Regions from separate parts of the Mus musculus genome. Here region 2 is linked to region 1. A link is a contact called in public Hi-C data. All regions are on one chromosome and are shown on one strand. Each heading gives the region's core, a stretch centred on a gene start, on an enhancer-like site or on the middle of the called end of the contact. The rest is flanking DNA. Distances are from core to core; before and after follow the strand shown.

Region 1 (3,144 bases), core at 622-3,121:
TATCTGTTCATGTCTCTACCAAAAAAGTCATATAATGCAATCAATGCACAAAGTGGTGTTGACAGACCCAAAGACATGTTAGGTAAGAGCCATTGCATGGATAACATCATGGGCAACTGAGATTCCTCTACCTGAAGATAGTAAGTGTATGATGGGAGATTGTAATTTTGTTGTTATATTGGCAGTTGTATGCTCCATATGATGGTTAGTGAGACACAAATACAAGGATTATCCTTTGGAAAGTAAAATGTCTTCAGGGGAACTCTAAAACCTGTTTTTCTTTTATTTAATTTTATTTTTTTACATGGTATTGGGTGGCATTTTTTCCTTGATGAATAAATCTGTCAAACAAATATAAGAATGCACCTCAAATGACTTATATTGAGTACAATGAAAATAGTTCCTGAGAAGTACATGTATATTTGACTGTATGCAGACCATGAAGGCTGCTGAGTCGCCTGAGTTATGGATAATAAGACCAAAAACTGAGGCTCAGCTGTCTATACCGTAAGAACTTTCCACAAAGGGGAGGAATTACAATGGAAAAGAGACCTGCATCCATGTCTGATTTGACAGGAAAAAATAAAAGGATAGCGGGATGAAATGGAGATGTTTGCTTGTTGTTCCTCATAGTTGGCAAGGAAAAAGAAGACCTATGAGATATGTGCTTCCTCTAATTTAAAACCTTGAAACCTAGGCCAATAGTGGGAAGAGAGGAATGTAGACAGCCTTTAAGACTCCACTAAGTTCTGCACTTTAATACAAAAGAAATGGAAATCATAGTTGAAAAGACACACAGAAACCTAACCTATGCCCCCAGCATAAGAAATATCTGATAATTACAAACGAATCAGCATGCATAGTGCTTGACTTTTAAACAAGGAATAACACAAGTCCTCACAGCCTGGCTCATGGGACTGTGACTCGTGGAGGGAGATAGGATCAGTCTGCTTGCTCTTTAAGTGTGTGCTATGACTTCACATTCCTCTTTGAAGCAAAGGCTGCATAACCTGAGATGAAACTAGGGAAGTCAGTCTCTGATGAATGGACTCATAGAAGCCAGCAGGGACACTTGCTTGTCATCTGAGATCTTTATGAATATCAGAACCTGGGATACAATAGAGGAAAGACATAGATTATTGAGGAGATAGGTCATGCCAGATGCAACAATGTTTTACAGTCCAGTGAGCTAAATAAGACTAGAGACTTAAAAAAAACTTGATCCAGGTGGACCTCTGGACCAGAATGTGGCTTTAAAGGCTTTTTTAGGCCCCATAATAAGATGTGATCTTTATGAGTAGAAGAGGCTCTGTGTTCTAAATGATTTAGCTTAGCATGTAAATTTGGTTCTTGGCATAATTCATAGCAAAATTATAGTTATAAAGTTGCAACGAAATTATTTTATGGTTGGGGGACACCACAACATGAAGAGCTGTGTTAAAGTGTCATTGACATTAGAAAGGTTGAGAACCACTGACTTGGAAGGCGATTTGACCTAAGCTCATCTTTTAATATCACACACTGGGGATTCAGAATGAGTTTCAAAGGGAACAAAGCATAAAAACAGCAATATTTATGATGGAAGAAAGACAAAGGACAATTTACAGGAAAAGATGTCACAACCCTCAGAGCAAGGAATGCAGCACATTTCTTCAAGGACTTATTCTGAGAAAGAGTCAAAAAGCATAGAGACATATGCTGTGAAATAGGATGAACAAGAGAATAGTCAACTGAAGTCATGTCTTCAACAGCCATGTGGGCGAGGTCTCCTTAAAAGAAACATTAAGTGCAAAGTTGCTCCACTCTAGGCTTTCTCACAGCCTCCTACGTGGCACTTAGACACGAAAGTGATTCATTTGGAAGGGTGGCTGAACATGATGAAATGTGTGACTAATTGGAGAATAGTAGGTCAAGGGGTAGCTAAGAACATGTGGAAAGTATCCTTGTACAGATGGCCGATGAAATCAGCTGTCTCAAAAACAATGACCTCAGAGAACAGAACATACAGTTATGGGGCAAGATACTTATGAAAGGATAATGTGGGCAAAGCTGGGTTGAGACTTCAGAGTTTAACTTAAAAATAGGAAGATTTAATTTTGAAAACTGACAGAGGCTATAGGGACAAAAAGGAAATGAAACAGGAGGCAGATACCATTGCTGTTATGATAAAACAAATGAGTCTGGTTTTCAAATTTTCTCTTGAATTTGCTTTCACTAGAGCCAGAAAAGTCTCTCTGAAGTCAAGACCATAGCTGTTCTTCAGAGCCTTCCAGGGTCAACATCACACAAAGAAACCTGTAAGAGGACTCACAGTGCTCTGGACCTCTGGATTCTCTTGACCCTTAGAGCTTCAATTCTGAATACAGATGTTTCCAATTCACGTTACATTTTTTTTCCACATTAAACTAACAATTGTAGTCATTCTGAATCTCCAACTGCCTTTCTTTATAAGTGAGAAAATTGTTCACATTACCACCCACAGTCCTGTCTTCCTCTACTTGAGTCTCCATTTAATTTTTTAACGTTTATTGGTTATTTTGTTCACATTTCAAATGTTACCCCCTTCCCACTTTCCCCTCCACAAGCTCCCATCCTCTTCCCCCTCCTCCCTGCCTCTATGAGGGTGCTTCCCACTCCCCTCACCCACCCACTCCTGCCTCAGCGTCCTATCATTCCCCTACCCTGGGTAGTGGAGCCTCCAAAGAACCAAGGGGCTCCCCTCCCAGTGATGCCTGCTAAGGCAATCCTCTGGTACATATCTAGCTGGAGCCATAGATCCTCCCATGTGTACTCTTTGGTTGGTAGTTTAGTCCCTGGGAGCTTTGCAGGAACTGGTTGGTTGATATTGTTGATCTTCCTATAGGGTCACAAACCACTTCAGCTCCTACAGTCCTTGCCCTAACTTCTCCATTGGGGTTCTGCACTGCATACATATATGTTTGACTGCATACATCCACATCTGTGTTAGTCAGTCTCTGGCAGAGCCTCTCGGGGACAGCTATACCAGTCTCCTGTCAGTAAGCACTTATTGGCATCAGCAGTAGTGTCTGGGTTTGGTGCCAGCAGATGGGATGGATCCCTAGGTGGGGCAGTCTCTGGATGGCCTTTCCTTTAGGTTCTACTTCACTCCCTGGATTTCCTTTT
Region 2 (3,133 bases), core at 91-2,590, 270 kb after region 1:
AAATATCTTATTAAATATAATTTGACATGTAGAGTTTTTTTCAAAGCATAGTAAGTTATCACTTGTAGGACCAGTAAAGACCTTTAATTCTCTTTGTTTAATTCCCCAGCCTTTTGTTTCTAAGGCAACAAACAATAGTCAGCTCTTAAAAGCCTAAAGAGCAAGGTAAGTTATGCTAGGATAACACAAACTTCCTATGGTCTTATTTAAGAAGGAATGTATTTTTCTGTCAATTGTTGTTCATCATTGTAAGCATCTGTCTGCTTAGATAGGCTGCACGATGCGCAAATGTCCTATTCCCCAAAGCCTGGGGGGAGGGGGGAAGTTAGCTCTACTTTACCTAACAAAGTCCTTAAAAACTCTTTCCAGCTTGTAATTTCAGAGTCTGTCCCTCAATAGAAAGCTAAGACAAACGGAACCATCTATAGGGCTTCCCTCTACTCCCATACTCTTTCATTTGATGCTCAAAACAAAAAATATCATGTGATAGACAAGTCAGAAAACACTATAATTTTTTTAGAGAGAAAACTTGAACTTGAGCTGAAATAACTGATTTTCAGGAGGTCACATACCGCAACAACTGCCACAGCGGAACTGCCAAGATCCTGAGTCATTTATTCCATGTCTCCCCACAAAGCACTCTGCTGCTGATCAAGAACGTGTCTGAGACATAGCTTCTGGGTTACGGGTAAAGTGGAATGCTAAAGTGAAGGGAGCAGAGATTTTAGATGTGTGTCAACAAGGAGATGACTTTTATCAGTTGTTTCTTTTTTTTTAATAATTTCTCAGTCCTCTATAGCATTTACACATATTTCTCATGTGAACGTGAGAATCTCCATGAAGTAAACGAGTGATCAGCTCATTAGTGTATGCTCCACCTCCTTTCGTTGTCTCAGGGAACACACTTGAAGCCTCCTCAATCGTAATGTCCCATTTGTCTTGTATTTCTGACACTACCCTATCTGATAGGGCAGTACTTGTTTTGAATGAAGTACCTAGATACTTTGGGTGTCTAAAGGTGCTTCCACAGAAACAAATGGTAACAAATAAAGGAATGGATACAAAAGAAAACAGTAGACTGCATGGGCTTGCCTTCACAGTAAGCAAATTGTAGCTGAGTAACTTGTATTCTAACTGCCCAATTTTCTGAAGGTATTTCTGCCAGATACTAGATCACCAGGGCTTCATTTTAAAAGCCCAAACAACACATTCAAATTTGAAACTATAGATCTCATTTATTTCCAGTTCTTCAGCTGGCAAATATGTAAAGCACTCAAGTAGTAAAGATGAAGAAATAACTTAGAGTGGATGGAAAATGTTAGGAAAGCACAGGCTAGACAATTCTATGAGTCACTTCTGAGATAGCTAATGGAATAGAGATTCCAGTCCACTCATTAAAGTGTGGGTTGAAACGTTGCTTTATTTTTCAAGAATTTCCATGGGAGGCACTTGGAGAGAAAAACAGGAGGTAGTCATACTAAACTGCAGCCAGGAAAGGACCTTTGAGAGCAGTGAGATACTGGCACAAACAAGATACTCCACAGCACAGATAGAGTTCCAGGATTCAGCGATTTTAGAAGGCTTTATGGCACTCATTCAACAGTAAAATGCAGTCTGCAAAAACTTACTTTAAGTGAATAAATGTTTCTTATAAGTAACTTTGTATTTTCTTCCAAGTTCAAAAATAAAACACAGAGATTGTTTAAAATTTAAAATATTAGAAATGTTTTATTTCTTGCAAAGAAAAAAATTATTCTAAAACACAAAATAGTTTTAGACTTACAATTTTCTTTGTAAGAATTATTAGCTATTATGTCTAAAAATGAACACAGACAAGATAAACTTTTAAAAGAATGTTTACCTATCAGATATTAAGTTAGGATAATACCAAGATACCTATATTTGTTTCGTGGGAAAACATGTCTTATACTCTCTAAGCAATCTTCTCCAGTTAGACAAGTGTGAACTTCATTTGACAAGGACACATGGTACAAAGAAGACCATACAAATCCTGGTACTTTCATACACTGAAGTTGCAAACCCTCTAGAAAGACAAGAAAAGAAAAACATCTGATGCTGGAGATTATGGGATAGATATATACACACATACAAGCAATCCACATTGAAGTTCAGTCATACATGTATAGAACCTGCAGAAATGCAGAAAGCATTCTGTTAGACCTTCATAGTTGTCAAATTGGCATCTTTTACTCATCTCACTGCAAACTGTTTGAAATTGTGGGGATTGTTGGGTCACTTTATTTCAAAAAATATTTTCCTTCAGCTTTGTAAATTAACAACAAATTCACTAACTTCAGTTTTGCTATTTGGATTTTAAACTTACTCACCTAAGAATTTCTCAAATACTTTGAGGACTGTGAACATAGGGATATATTTCACCCTTTATGAATCCAAACTATTTAATAATTTCCAACTTTGGGTATCACATGCCCCAAGAGAACTCTGGGAACTTCAACAAAATCCAAGAACATCTTTGTGGAGAGAAAGATCAGAAAGGAAAGGTTGCCCCCTGCTGTTTATGAAGTGACAAGTGCCCAGCGGGACTTGACCTGGATACATGAGTCATGAACATACAGAAAGAGGCTGAGTGCTTCCCTTCCGTGCTTTCAGTGCAGCATGTGGTAACATACTGATGACCAGAAGTACATGACCAAATTATTCCAGATAATTCCAGCTTTTGTCTTTCTCTGCACATAACAAAGAGTGAACTTGACTGTCTTCCATTTGATCTTGAAAACATCTGAAGGTAAAGAGTGATGTGTGCTCATAAATAAAATTGTGAAATAATTAAAGAGTACTGTGTAGTCTATTTGTTTACCAGTGATGACTGCCTAGAGAAAGAGCAAAAGGGACCATCTGAAGAAGTTCCTCAGTACTTCTGCGTTTTGCCCAAAAGAGAAATCAGTGATAAAATGACATTCAACTTTGTGAGAAGACCAGAACTTAGAGCTTTTAAATGACCTAATATTGGTTTCATATAACTCTGAAAAGTTCATATAACTCAAAAAATATTTTACAAGAATTGGTAAGCAACTTCTATGCACTCCTATTGATTCAGAGTACAGATATGATTAAGACTCTGGATTTAGATGAGCCACTTCAAATCCCACCA

What was found. Hi-C and Micro-C count contacts between places; a contact is called where the count stands out from the background.
Region 2: a contact with region 1 is called in a Hi-C map of muscle stem cells, with 4 times the contacts expected there. The contact joins two enhancer-like sites. A contact is called at or near these places in 1 of 15 datasets of contacts at CTCF or cohesin (the NIH/3T3 cell line), 2 of 484 Hi-C or Micro-C datasets (muscle stem cells and uterus) and 1 of 115 datasets of contacts at active chromatin or transcription factors (embryonic fibroblasts).

The regions. Positions count from the first base shown.
Region 1 is chr1:45,354,255-45,357,398 of GRCm38.p6, forward strand. No RefSeq gene overlaps it. Among named protein-coding and RNA genes, the nearest start is that of Col3a1, 44 kb to the left of the region's middle. Within about 2 kb of position 1,872, at least 53 of the 459 cell types and tissues checked have an H3K27ac peak or open chromatin away from gene starts, as enhancers often do. A contact at or near this core is called in the NIH/3T3 cell line, embryonic fibroblasts, muscle stem cells and 1 more, where this site is marked.
Region 2 is chr1:45,625,516-45,628,648 of GRCm38.p6, forward strand. No RefSeq gene overlaps it. Among named protein-coding and RNA genes, the nearest start is that of Gm23216, 58 kb to the right of the region's middle. Within about 2 kb of position 1,341, at least 57 of the 459 cell types and tissues checked have an H3K27ac peak or open chromatin away from gene starts, as enhancers often do. A contact at or near this core is called in the NIH/3T3 cell line, embryonic fibroblasts, muscle stem cells and 1 more, where this site is marked.